Regions from separate parts of the Mus musculus genome. Here region 1 is linked to region 2. A link is a contact called in public HiChIP or PLAC-seq data. All regions are on one chromosome and are shown on one strand. The core of a region is the stretch at or near the end of the contact, and the rest is flanking DNA. Distances in the headings are between cores, read along the strand shown. Region 1 overlaps Gm19299 (predicted gene, 19299). Region 2 has its middle 23 kb from the start of Tpm1.

What was found. HiChIP or PLAC-seq counts read pairs in DNA pulled down with a chosen protein or histone mark.
Region 1: a contact with region 2 is called in an H3K27ac HiChIP or PLAC-seq map of trophoblast stem cells, with 13 read pairs. The contact joins two enhancer-like sites. A contact is called at or near these places in 7 of 484 Hi-C or Micro-C datasets (the CH12 cell line, the G1E-ER4 cell line, group 2 innate lymphoid cells and 4 more) and 4 of 115 datasets of contacts at active chromatin or transcription factors (a colorectal cancer cell line, embryonic stem cells, extraembryonic endoderm stem cells and 1 more).

What each region holds. Positions count from the first base shown.
Region 1 is chr9:67,152,073-67,158,890 of GRCm38.p6, forward strand. It overlaps Gm19299 (predicted gene, 19299), which reads left to right. Exons shown (of 3, transcript NR_045748.1): 2 at 4,954-5,108. It overlaps Gm40529 (a long non-coding RNA gene), which reads right to left. Exons shown (of 3, transcript XR_870878.2): 3 at 4,313-4,633. Among named protein-coding and RNA genes, the nearest start is that of Gm19299, 22 kb to the left of the region's middle. Within about 2 kb of position 4,994, at least 19 of the 459 cell types and tissues checked have an H3K27ac peak or open chromatin away from gene starts, as enhancers often do. A contact at or near this core is called in trophoblast stem cells, where this site is marked.
Region 2 is chr9:67,068,813-67,076,305 of GRCm38.p6, forward strand. No RefSeq gene overlaps it. Among named protein-coding and RNA genes, the nearest start is that of Tpm1, 23 kb to the left of the region's middle. Within about 2 kb of position 2,454, at least 36 of the 459 cell types and tissues checked have an H3K27ac peak or open chromatin away from gene starts, as enhancers often do. A contact at or near this core is called in trophoblast stem cells, where this site is marked.

The DNA of each region.
Region 1 (6,818 bases), core at 3,744-6,243, 86 kb after region 2:
GTCATGGAGATGGCTGTCCTGAAGACAAGAGGGCTTGGTGCTGCTCACGGTTCACCCCTCAGGGCATTGGAAGGTTACTTGGTGTGGTTCAAAGGGGAAAGGAGTCTAGAATCAATTAGACCTGGGTTTGAGTCTCAGCCCTGTCCGCTCCCAGTTTAATCAATTGTATTACCCTTAGTAAGATGACTGTCAGACTCTCTGCCTATGTCGTGCTGAGGGTGCTAGCCAACTTGCCAGCTGGATGTTGAAATCTAGCTCTGGTCCTCAGGCTTGAATGGCAAACACTAACCACTGCTCCTAGTCTCCATGATTGTTCGTACTTGGGGCGTCTCTGCACTCCAGAAGAGGGAACGAGAGAAGCCAAGTGTGGAGGTTTGCCCTGTAATGACTGTAATGGAACATCTGTAAGGCCTGTTGGGTGGGGCTGGCTGTGTAGCCTGGCATCGACAGTCTTCAGTACCACACCGGCCTCCAGCCCTGCATCTACCAAGAGGGATCCCAGCAGCTCTGGTGAGGACTGAGGTGCCACAGGGTTGCTGCCGTTATGAATTGAGTCTCCAAAGCTGCCAGGGAGGATTGGCCTCCTCTTAAGCAAACACACTTGCCAGAGACTTACAAGGTTTGTCTTCACTGATTCAAAAGCTCAGGTTTTTAAAGAAAGAGCCATTGTGTATAAGGACAGGAAATACTAAGATTCACAAATACTTCATTTTCCTAACTCCCCCTCAGGGAAACTGCTTGGTCAACACTTCTTACAAAGCTTGCAGGAGCTCAGAGACCTTCTCTTATCTGCCTGACATGACCTTCCCAAGGATACAGGAAATCCTTGTGGGTTGAGGGTCTATGGGAGGTGGGCTACATCTTCCCAGGCCAGAGCTGCCAAGAAATCCTCTAATCTTGCAGGGTTGGGGGCACCTCATAAAATTGCTTCTCCACCCACACAAAAATACCACAAGTTTTGCAATCAAAGCCATGCTCCCAATTTCCCTTTCTTGTTCTAGAGCGCATGCCCAGGGTCTCTGGACTGGACCTATTATTTCACTAGCCTTCCTGGGGCAGCTCCCTGAGGCCATCAGCCGTAAGGACACTAGAACTCTGTGGAAAGTTCTGGGACCATCTGCAGTGAAGCTGCTACTCTGAGAAGGTGAAAGGGTGAAAGGGAAGGACAACCCTATGTTTGTCCATGCCCACTGCTTGGTTCCAGGATTGTGCGTGCCCCAGGGGCTTCCGTGCTGAACCAGGTGCAGGGTGTTGTCTGTGTAATAAAGTATTCAAGTGCTGCCCCACTGCCCTGTCCAAGCAGCAGACAGAACCCTTCCTAAAGGGCAGCGGTAGGAGCAGTTTTGATGGTGCACATGAGGTCCTGGAGCCTGCTTCCCTGATACTGCTAGGTTGGTGCAGGGTGGGGAAAGTCCAAAACCAATGAAAAAAGCTCGTCACTGCTTCAACAAAGGCAGAGACATGGCTAAGGCTGTGCCTGTACCCTGACCCCACTACAATGAACACGTGGTCCTTTTGGAAAGCTCCTGAACTGGGCCCTGGAAGCTCTCAGGTCCATGGGGTAGGAATATGTGGTGTACAGTAACTACAGCAGAGAGGAGACAGACCCACCTTCTTCCCCTAATGGGACAACCTATGCGGTTTGCCTTCCATCTCCTCTGGGAAGGTCTCCTTGCTGTCTCCAGCCTGGACAGAGCTACTCTGGAACTTACAAATGATTAATAGTCCAGATCACAAATATTGCTGTGGTTAGGAGGAGTGTGCCAGGCCCAAATCTCTTTTCTACAAGTTGCTGGGTGTGTGGTTTTTCACAAGTCATTGGACTTTTGGGCTCTTTTCTCCTCTTCTCTTTCCATGTGTGTCTGCGTGCAGCCTCCATAAAGGTCAGAGGTCAACTTGGGGTCATTCCTCAAAAGCTCTTCATCTTGTTTGTTTGTTTGTTTGTTTTTTGAGACAGGGTCTTTCACTGGCCTGAGGATCCCCGATTTAGTAAGGCTAGTTGGCCAGCAGCAAGCCACGGGGATCCTCCTGTCTCTGCCCCCTGGTGCCAGGATTACAGGTGTGCTCTACCTTGCCTGGCTTTTTAAATGGACTCTGGGATCAAACTCATGCTCGCTTAGCAAGTGCTTTGCCAACTAAGCCACGCCCCACCCCATATCTCATTCACTGTGTAGAGCTGTGGGGAAGACATGATTTAATATACACAAGACTCGGCAATGTCTGCCACAGACAAGCCCTCAGTAAAGGCTGCTCTGAGACACGCCTCTCTCCAGCTGCAAAGCATAAGATGCTATTTTATTAAAACTCTTTGTACAATTTATTTTGATCATATTCTTTCTCTTCCCCCAGTCCCTCCCAGATCCTCTCCACCTCCACACCCGCCTGACTAAATGTTCTTTCTCTCTCAAAAAAAAAGGGAAAAAGAAAATCAGGAAGAGCAATAACAAAGCAAAAAATAAAATCAAAACAAACTAAAAAAAAAAAAAAAAAGAAAAAAAGAAAGAAAGAAAGAAAAGAAAATCAGACCAAAGAAAAGCGAACACAAAACAAAACACACACACACACACAAAGATGGGGTTCATTTTGTGTTGGTCTACTACTCTCGGGCATGGGGACTGTGCTGGAGTGTGGTGTGGTTGATCGGCCCAGTGACACTTCTAGCTTTGCAGGAAACTGATCATTCTTCTCCCCATCAGGTGTCAACTGCGAATAGCTTCTTGGTTAGGGGCGGGACTAAGTCCACTCGGGTCCTGAGACCCGACCATCACCACCATCACCACCAGGCCTAATGCTTTCACGCTGCTGTCCTCCTCTGCTCAGAGCCACAATTTTTCTCTCTCCAAACAGATAAATTTTAATTACAAAAAAAAAAAAGAAAAGAAAAAAAGTGGGGGGTGGGGGCGGGGAGGGAGGGAGGGAGGGAGGGAGAGAGAGAGAGAGAGAGAGAGAGAGAGAGAATGAATGAATGAGAATGCATATGAATATAAGGTTGTGCACAGGTAGGGAGATAAGGAGAATCTGAGAGGAATTAAGGGAGGGGGAAAGATCTAACCAAAATATCTCACCTGAAATTTTTAAATTAATCTTTTAAAAATGCCTGGTTCACGCTAAGAAATACTTCTTCGCCTGGGCAGGAACTGAAGAATGTGGAGACACAGAATTCATCGTGGCAGAGAGTTTATACATTCAAGGGGTGTTTTGTTTTGACAACAGGACTTGTGTAGTCCTGGTTGTCTTAGAGCTCTCTGTAAACCAGGCTGGCCTGGAACTCAGAGAGCCAACTGCCTTTAGTTTCCAAGTGCTGGGATTAAAGTCATGCCCCTCCCCCAAGGCTCCTTCAAGGTTTTTTTTTTTTTATTCCAATAGGTTGAACCTGACAAAAAGCTATTGAATATCCTGGCAATCTCAGATAGAAAGATATTTGCTATTATTGAGAAAAATATACTAAGAATTTAGGGATAGACCAAAAAGAGTACAGGAAATCTTTTCAACGTCACACAGGGCTTTGCTGAATAGGACCTCTCAGAAGGTGTGTGTGTGTGTGTGTGTGTGTATGTATGTATGTATGTTTGATATGTGTGAGAGGGAAGGGTTTTCACATGCTGTATAGTTCATGTGGAAGTCAGAGGACGTTTTGCATTGATTCTTCCCTCTCCACCTAATTTAGGTGGGGTCTCCTCATTGTGTAAGCCCGGCTCACCAGCAAATATCTGGAGGTCTTCCTGTCGCTGCCTCCCCTCTCTGAATAGAGGAGTGCTGGGACTGACTGCAGACACTTGGAAGATTAGGTCCTGCTTTCGTGTGGGTCTGGGTTCTGAACTCTGGTTGACAGGCACTTTGTCCCACTATGGTCTCCGTAGCACCTCAAGAAGGGTCTTCATTAATCCCAGCACTTGGGAGGCAGAGGCAGGTGAATTTCTGAGTTCGAGGCCAGCCTGGTCTACAGAGTGAGTTCCAGGACAGCCAGGGCTATCCAGAGAAACCCTGTCTCGAAAAAAAAGTCTTCAGTGCTCTCCAGGAAACATCTCCACATCACTTGTCTCATTACTTTTCTGTTAAACCCCTCCCCTCCACAGTAGGAAGTTGCATGTTAATTTGCTGGTTTTTAGCCAGATTAAAGGACTATCTAAAGATTATATATGGTTTAATGACCCTAAAGGAACGTAACTATGTTTAGAACCACCCTCCCAACCTTGTCTTTTTTTTTTTCTTTTAAATGCAAACAGTTTCTCCAAAGGACTTGGAATCATCATTAGGTCATCTGAATGGTTTCTTCATTAATGAGTTAAAAGCCTATGCATATATTCTATGTTGGTATTACAGTACTGATTTTTTGTTTGTTTGTTTGGCTTAAGGTTTTTGTTTTCAAGGCTGGGTTTCTCTGCGTATCCTTGGCTATCCTGGAACTCAATCTGTACACCAAGCTGGCCACAAATTGACAGAGATGCCCCTGCCTCTGCCTCCTGAGTGCTGGGATTAAAGGAGTGCACTACCACCGCCTGGCTGACAGTCCTGTTTTTAACTTTTGTAAATTATATGTTGACATTCTGAAGAAGACGCTCCAGAGTACAGCTGCTAGCCTGAAGCAGATGTTTCTCCACCAGACCTTGGTCTCAGCTTTCCATGGGAGACTCTGGGGAAAGAGAAGAAATACCAGTAGGGTGGGTGTTGGGAGGCAGGGAGGAGCCAGATGGTTAAGAACCTGAAATCTACCCGTGCAAGTCCCCCAGGGCTTCAGCTGTCTGCTGGAGCCACCTGTGTGCACTAGGACAGGGGCCTGTTTAGTGCTTACTTAAAGAAACAGAAACCTGACAAGATCCTGTCTACTGTGTTGTGCTTCCTTCCTGTTTTAACATTCTCTTTGCTAAGCTGAGAGCAGCTTTTCTGATCCTACTGTATCCTTAGATCCTCCCAATGACCTAAGCATTGTCCTCCACATCTCTCCTTGCACAGAAGCAAATGTCTGGGACAGCCCTACTGAACAGTGCCCTCTAGTGAGCCTTTGGGTCCCCACCTGGCATCTGTGGAGGGAATGACTGGATGACCACAGAGAGAAGATAGAGCCCATGCTCCTCCTCAGAGGACTGCCAAGCTCCTACTGTGTGCAGGTATTGTCAGCCACGGCAAGGATGGGTAGCAGTGTGATCCTCTGGCCCTCCATTTTGCTTTTATCATCAGATCTCACTACATAATATTGTTAGATTGTAGTGGGAATTTGAGGTTCTTTTAAAAACACAGAAATACTACACCAATGTGCTTTCATTTTAATCCCAGGTGTGGGATATGGGGCTGCTTCAGACTGTCCACAGCAGCTGACTATGATTTGCCTCGGGCTCTAGCAGAGGCATGGTTTTGCCATCTGCAGATAGTTTCTACAATTATGTGACATTTGGAATTCTGGGAACTTTCCAGAGGCTATATAAATGCTAGGGCCCTGAGAGGTGGGGTTGGTGGTAGTTTAGGAGAGTTAGTTGTGGCTTGTCAGTAGTTGTGCTCAAAGAATAAACAAAAGGAAAGAAATTAGATTCAGGTTCTTTCTCTCTCTCTCTCTCTCTCTCTCTCTCTCTCTCTCTCTCTCTCTCTCTCTCTCTCTCTCTCTCTCCCCCTCTCTCTCTCTCTCTCATCTAGTGGGAGGGGGTAAGAAAAGAATCCACAAAGTAGCAAAAGGTAGATATACTAGTCTGTGTTTTTCTACTGAATGTATACAGAAATAAAAAGCTGAATAACAACAACAACAAAAGCCATGGTTGGGCCTGAGTGACGTCAGTGTGGGCAGTGTTGAGTGTTTCCTCAGAGCACACTCGTGGGTGTGAGCCAGCTCCCACCTTTGTAATTAGGCTTGGCTTAGCAGCTGTAGAGCAAGTACCAAGGACAAGAATTCAGTCACCTTGACTGTGGGCAATCACGTCGCCTTTCTGGGTCTTACTCTTCCGTGACGTAAGAAAGCGCCATACAATTGTCCTGAGGGTTAAGATAATTAAGCCTTCTAAAGCCCTTTAAATTGTACCTTTTGCATATTAGGCATTGAGTTGGGGGTTTGCTAAGGGAAAGGATGTTAAAAGGTGAAGTCATATCCAATTAATAATCTGACTACCAAATGAAGTAGTCAGATTAATTAATAATATGATAATTAATAATACAACTACCAAATGAAGCAGGTTCCCCCTAATCTGTAATTTTACTGGTTTGTGGTTAACTGGGATTGAATAAGTAGAACATTCAAGAACTAAATCAATACATAGTTTGAAGCAATCTTGCTCCATCCTGCTCTATCCTACCTGGGATGTGATGTATCCTTTTGTCTAATGTATCCGTGATGTACATGCCTCCTGCCTATTAGTCATTTAACAGGGAAAGCCTGGTAGGGAGTATTAATGTACACACTGACATCTACTACTTGGTCTTAGTATTATTACCACCTCATAAGGGAATTGGAGGCTTTTACAGGACCCCGGATCCCACAGCTCCAGGGCACTGTGGTACTGTCAAGCTCAGAATTTAGAGAACACCTGGGTGTTTAATGTCATGCTGGGCGTGGGAACCCAAGGGAAAAGGCAGGTGAGCAACCTGTGGGCTGGAGGGTCAAAGCTCCAGGGCTGGCCAGAGCCCAGGACTCAGCAGTAAGGAATCTTTTGTGCTGTGGTTCAAAGGTAGAGTAAGGGGTAGGAGGAAGTGGGAAGGTGAAGGTGGTTTTTATAGCTGTCAATCAATGAGTTAGCCAGCCTACAACCCTCAGGCTTGAGACACCTGGCAATGAAAGGTGATGGGGGAGGTGTGTTGTAGCAAATATTAATATTAATATTGAGGGTTTCTATCCT
Region 2 (7,493 bases), core at 1,204-3,703:
AGGTCATCTTGCCACAAGGGTATTGGGTATCGAACTCAGATCCTCAGGATTGTGTGACAGCACTTTACTGACTAAGCTCTCTCCAGTGCCCCCACCCCCACTCCAGCTTCTTTCAATCTCTCTCAATGCCTAACAAACACACAACACACAGTTTTAACAAACTAATTCTAGTACAGTACTAGAATTTTTTTTCTCAGCAGGAGCTAGGAATACAAAAGAATTTTCAAGCTTCATCTGAAATTGTCCACGTGGTTCCTCAATGAACCAAAAACAGCAAGGCCAATGCCACACCAGCCTTTGACTCCTGCACATGAAGTTTCCTGGTGTGCAAGGCTCCAGGAGTGCTGGATACGATGAGTTCTATTACATTAGACTTTCTGCTCTATAAGACAGACACTTTAGAATCCAGACCTTGAACTGTGCAGTGATAACCCCAAGGATCCTTTTATTGAAAAATGAGGGCCTCATTTCTGGGCACTCCTGCAAGCTCATCATCAGAACAACAGTGTAGTCTGCACAGTTAGGGAAGCCTTGTTTCCTGTCATGTTGTTTCCCGTTCCATAATACTTTCCAAGAGAGTATCTAGCTCTTGCAGAAGGCCAAGGTATGTGTGGGAAGTGGGCCCTTATCCTGGCTCTTCTCTACTTTGTAATCATTTAATTATCCCCAGAGCCTCTCTGTTGAAACTATCTTCGTTCAATGCTGAAACAGAGCCTCATACATGGCAGCTTAATAAATATTTAGTGGGTACATAATGGAGTGAGCAATGTACTTTCAAGAAGTGTTTTAGGCTGTCTAATCCTCTGTCGGGTTAGTATTGTATTAATACAATATAAGTTAATTACTTGTATTAATAACTAATACAAGTCAGTATTGTTAATATTGCCTTACAGAGAATCAGCACCTACCTGGAGTATTCTTTTTTTTTTTTTTAGTTTTTCTTCTTTCATTTGTTTATTTACTTATTTTGGAGACAGGGTCTCACTGGGTAGCTCTGGGTAGTCTAGAACTCACTCTGTAGACCAGGCTGACTTCACACTCAATGATTCACCTGCCTCTGCCTCCTGAGTGCTGGGATTAAAGGTGTTGCTGCCATTCCAACCCCAACTCAACTCAGCGCACTCCTAAAGCAGTACAGTCACGTGCCCTCTGCAAAGCCTGTCTCAAGGTCACACAACCCCCCTCTGACATCTTCACTTTGAGCATTGCTATCTGTCACATGATCATGCCAGGGCATCAGCTCATAGGCTGTTGTCCGGACTCATTGGCTATGAGTCAGCTATCTGGAAGGGAGGCCTGGGGCGCCTGAGCCAATCTTCTCATACATTTTACAGACCAGAGTTATTGGGAAGCCCCAAGGCTCTTTCAGAGAAATTCCTTATTGTTTATTCTTTGATAAAGATCCCGTGTAGCCCAGGATAGCCTTATTGTTTATTCTTTGATAAAGATTCCATGTAGCCCAGGATAGACTCAATTCACTATGTAGCTGAGGACGACCTCAAACTTCTGACCCTTCTACCCCCACCTCCCCAGTACTGAGATTACAAGCCTGTGTCCCCACATCAGTGCTGGGGGTTGAACTCAAAGATTCCTGCATCCTACGTGAGTACTCCACCAACAGAACTATATCCGCAACCCAATTCCTAACGTTTTGCTAAGTGAAACCACCTATTGGTGTGGCTTCATCCATCGAAATGAATCAAGTTCTAGAACTACCCACAGACACACAGCATGGTGTGGTTGTAGGCATTTGTTAAAGGCAACACGTGGTCCCAGAACAGGTGCCCTAAGCATGTAGCTACTTCCTGTCATCTCAATGGACAAAGGTGGAAGCTGTAAGGACATTTTCATGTTACATCTTTTACTTTTTAAGTTTGTCTCATGGGTGAATATTATAAATATTATTACTAAGGTGATCTAAAAAATTAATTATATTTATGTGTATGCGTGTACGTGTACATGTGTGTGTGTGTGTGTGTGTATACACTTGTATGTGCATGTAAGCGCCTGTGGAGGTCAGAGGATAACTTTCAGGAGTCAGTTAGAGACCACCAGGCTTGGCAGCAAGCATTTTTTATTATCTTGTTGACTCTAATCTGGAGTTTTATTAGCTGAGTGAAAATTCAGATTTAAAAAAATGACTGTATTATGAATTGATGAAATCGACAAATAATTACCATTATTTGAGACAGAGTCTCTCTATGAAGCTCTGGCTGGCCTCTAACTCATAGGGGTCCTTCTGCCTCTGCCTTCCAAATACTAGGATCAAAACCATGCACCACTAAGCCCAGCTAACAAATGATTTTGAAATCAAGAAACAGTTGTAACAGAAGAAATGTCAGTCAGAAGCGTCCATTCACTAGGACAGAGGTGCATTCTGAAGATAAAGAACAGGGTCAGACTGCCAGTGACGTCATTGATGGGAGCAACTCTCAGAGGCGAGGCTTCCTCTTGAACGCACACACAGGGCCTGTGGTGCATAGATGGCTCCTAGCAGCTTAGTCAGGCAGGGAGGGGACCCAGTGAGCTGTAGCTGTTCCTGCAAGCTCAAGACCACCCAACGCCTCCAGGGCCCCATAGCACCCAGCCCCACCCCCACCCAGGTAGGAGCTCCTAGGCCTGAGCAAATAGAATGAAACCCAGAAAGACCTTGTGTGTGTTTATTTAGAATTAACGTCTGTTCTTCCACCCACCTCCCCACCCTTCTGTCCCTCTTCTGTTTCAGAAAAACCTTTGTCTTTGGATTAGCCCAGCTGAAGTTATTTTTCTTACCATCTGTATGGAGAATTTCCCCCTCACTTTTTCAACAAGAAAATAGCTCTTGGGCCAAAGGAACCGTGAAAATGTTTAGTCTCCAGAAAGGCATGCAGACTCTCCAGGCAGCGGCAGCCAGCCCCGTGGCTCAACTTTACATTCTCTCTCGCTTTTCCTGGTCACACCAGCATTCGGTGTGTGACCTTGTAATTTGTGACAAATGTTCTTTGGCATGCTGGAGACACTTACTGGGGGTGGAGGGGTGGGGATGCTGCAGAGGATGCCATGTGCCTACCCGTTGGGTGAGGTGGAGCCAGGGAGCTGAGCTTGGAGCCTGGGGCCTGAAGCTTGGCTCGATTTTCTGGCTGGCTGACAGAGGTAAGCCATTTGCTCTCTGTTTTCCTTTGCCTCAGTTTCCCTAGTTGTAAAAAGAGTGTCCTGAACCTGATGATCTCCTTATTCAGTCACATTTTTTAAAAAAAGATTTTATTTATATGAGTACACTGTAGCTGTCTTCAGACACACCAGAAGAGGGCATCAGATCTTATTACAGATGGTTGTGAGCCACCACATGGTTGCTGGGAATTGAACTCAGGACCTTTAGGAAGAGCAGTCAGTGCTCTTACCTGATGAGCCATCTCTTCAGCCCAGCCCCAGTCACATTTTTTAATCTGTTTATTTTAGGTTTTTATCTGTTTATTTTAGGTGCATGTATGTAGTGTGTGTGTGTCAGAGGACAACTTGCAGGACTTAGTTCTCTCTTACCACATGGCATTCAGGGATCTTACTCAGATGTTCGGGTTTGTTAGCAAGAGATATCTGTTCAGCCATCTGGCTGGCTACTTCTTTCTAGTTTAATGATTTACATGTAACCCTGAAGTGTACAGGGTGAGTTTATTGCTTAATCTCTCTCTCTTCTTAGTTTTTCAAGACAGGGTGTCTCTGTGTGGCCCTGGAGAAACCTTGTCTCGAAAAACTAGAAAAACAAAAACAAAAAACAAAACAACAAACCCAGCTGGCCTCACAGAGGTCCCCCTGTCTCTGTCTCCTGAGTGCTGGGATTAAAGCAGTGGTTCTCAACCTTCCTAATGCTGCGACCCTTTAATACAGATCCTCGTGCTGTGGTGATTCCCCAACCATAAAATTATTTCATTTCTACTCCATAAAAACAGTTATGAGTTGTAATGTAAATATCTGACATGCATCCCCTGTGAAAAGGTCATTTGACCTCCAAAGGGGTTGAGACCCACAGGCTGAGAACCTCTGGATTAAAAGCCTCCACGACCGCCATCGGGTAGCTAACTTCTCTTGCTGCTATGACAAAGAACCTAACGAAAATAACTTAAGGAAAGAATGCTTTATTTTGTCTTCCAGGTTGGGGATGTACCCTCCCCACGGCTAGGGCGGCATGGAAGCAGGAGAGTGAGGTGGCTGAACCAAAATCAGTCTGTGGTGGGGAAGAGGGAGATGGAGGATGAATAATTTCTCTTTTATGTACCTAGGGGTTTCAGCCCAATGGGATTCGGCACCCACAGTTAGGGTATGTCTCCCCAGCTCATTAAACCCGGTCAAGAAACTCTCTCAGAGGTCTGTCTCCTAGGTGAGTCTAGATGTGGCGAGTTGTTGATCATTATTAGCATCACACTCATAATAGAGGACATGAAATGAGTTAGGAAGGCCGTCTGTGTTCTTGGGGTCCGTTAAGAGACGGGGTTGGTTTTTGTGGGTGCCAGGATTTAAGTCTGCGTCATGTGCACGCCGTTAACACTCTTTACCATGGAGCTCCAGCTCCAGCCAAGGCTTGGGTTTTGAACAACATTCATATTAGTGAACTCACACAGCCAAAGCCAACCGGGTAGCATGAGATACGTGGTGGGAAGTTAGCAATGATGACCTAAGAAGTTTGACAGTGATCTGACTCAGGAGGACAGTGACTGAGGCTATCAGTCAAGGTAGACCAGCAGGCAAGGGGAAGAGTTAGACACTAGGTGTACTGGCTAGTTGCGTGTGTCAGCTTGCTAGAATCATCAGAGAGGACAGAGCCTCCATTGAGGAAATGCCTCTGTGAGATCCAGTTGTAAGGCATTTTTTTTTTTTTCAATTAGTGATCAGTGGGGAGGGCCCAGCCTATTGTGGGTGGCGCCATCCCTGGACTAATGGTCCTGGGTTCCATAAGAAGGTAGGCCAAGCACACCATATGAAGCAAGCCAGAAAGCAGCACTCCTCCATGGCCTCTGCATCAGCTCCTGCCTCCAGATTCCAGCCCTGCTTGAGTTCCTCTCCTGACTTCCTCCAATGATGGATTATGATCTGGAAGTGTAAGATGAGTAACCCTTTCCTCCTCAACTTGTGTTTTTGTCACAGTGTCTGTCAGCAATAGAAACCCTGACTAAGACACTAGGGGATAGTCCAAAGGCCAAGGTCAAAAAATAAGAAACGGCGAGAGACTGAGCAATACAAACAGCAGCAGCGAAAATAGCCCCTTAGTTCCCATCCTGCCCCAGCCAAGGGAGCCTTTTATGACTTCCTGACGAGTGAGGTGCTCAAGATGAGTCTCCCCAACGTCCTACTGTATGCTGGCCCAGGAAGGATCCTAGAGGGGTAAGTGAGGATGACTGAAGTACTGAATCTATCTTATCCTTAGGTTAGAAGGCTGTAAGCACAGTCCTGTAGACTCATGGCTTAAACACATCCAAAGTCTGTAGGAGATTGGTTCTAATGCTTTGTCTTAATTCAGTTACCCGAATCACGCAGGAATCAATGTGTCCAGACTGAGGGTCCTTGTCCCCAATTTGTTCTTGATTGACCAATAAAGAGCCAGCGACTAATGGCTGGGCAGAGGGCAGAGGTGGGACTTTTAGGATTACTGGGCAAGAAACAGAGGGGAGAAAGAATGGATTCCGCCATGAGACCAGTGTTGGAAGGATCATGCAGAGAAGGAGAGATTCGCCATGATAGGGAAGCAGAGAGATCAGCCCACTGACAAGAGGGCTGTAAGAGTAGGGGAAGCGACCCCAGGAGCCACCCCCAATTGTATCTGGGGTAGCAGAGATGAAATATAGATTTACCAATATTAACTCAGGAATAACAGGGGTGGGGGGGAGCTCTGCTAGCTGCAGGGAGGTTTGGAAGTGCTCAGCCATTGAACAAGTTAGGCATATTAAAATATAAAGGTGATTCATGTGTGTGTGTGTGTGTGTGTGTGTGTGTGTGTGTGTGTGTTTCATTCGTGAATCCAGAGCTCTTGGACAGATGCAGAGCCATGCAACGCGTGCACACATGACCCGTCAAGAGCTCAGAGCTAATTGTGCTACAGAAGTCATTTCTGGAAGCTGCAAGTCTGAGATCAGGGTGCCTTCAGGCCGGCTGCAGACTATTGACTTTTGGTTGTGTCTTTTCATGGCAGAAACAATTGGGTATGATGGGCTCTGCTATTAATTCCAGAATTCAAGAGACTGAGGGAAGACGATTGCAGAAAATTTGAGACTAGCCTGAGTTACATAGTTCATTCTAGGTTAGCCTGAGTCATAGTACATGTGATCCTGTTTCAAAAAAGAAAAAGAAAAAAAATGTGATTAAACAAACAAACAAACAAACAAGGTAGCTAACTCTGCTACTTTCTTATAAAGCACCAGCCCCAATTACTAGGGCTCTACTTTCCTTATTTAGTTACTTCTGGGAAGCCCATACTCAGACACCATTGCTCTGGGATTAGAGTGTCACTGTATCAGCTAAGGTTTTCGTGATACAATATATAACTAAAGTGTGCAGAATGATTTGCTGAAATTAAAAGGTGAAATGTGAGTTATATTAAAGTCATATCACTCTGGGTCTTTTAGTATATATATTTAGTGAATATAATGTCCTTTGATGATCTTCATCCTTCAGTTCCTTGCTCTCATGTTTTCATATGGCAATACTTTTATGACTAAATATGTAAAACAATCAATTGCAACTTAAAGATCCAATGTAAATTATAATATGTCAACCTTTGAAAATCAACTTAGATAAAAATTTATTTAATTTTTAAAAAACATAATTAAATCTTTAAAATATTTTTATGAAATAAAAACCAGCTTTGAGGTCTGTTATGGTCAACATAAAGAATTAGTACTGGGACTGGAGAGCTGGCTCAGAGGTTAAAAGCACTCGTTGCTCTTGCAGAGGACCTGGATTTAATTCCCAACACCCATATGGAGACTCACAACCATCTACAACCCCAATTTCAGAGGATCCAAAGTTCTCTTCAGACCTCTGAGGGCACCAGGCACGCATACATACTGATGGCAAAACACACACAAAATAAAATAAACAAATCTAATAAAAATATAAAAATAATTGATACCATGTATCCTATGTGTCATGCATGAATAGACCTACAAATACAAAACTAGCATATATGATAACTTATTTTATATTTCAGGATATTTCCCAGATGCCATGCATAACTAGTGTGAAATAATACTTCATTTTTGAGTCACTCTGGAATCACCCACTGGGAGAAAGAGAGAAATAAGAAATGCAAAGAAATGCAAATTCACCACTAGTAAGGAATGGCACTCCACATAGGAAAGACTATTGTAAGCTCATTAATTAGCTTTTATTCTTATTTAAGCATATCCCCTTGTACTGGCTAGTTTTGTGTCAACTTGACACAAGCTGGAGTTATCACAGAGAAAGGAGCTTCAGTTGAGGAAATGCCTCCATGAGATCCAGCTGTGGGGCATTTTCTCAATTAG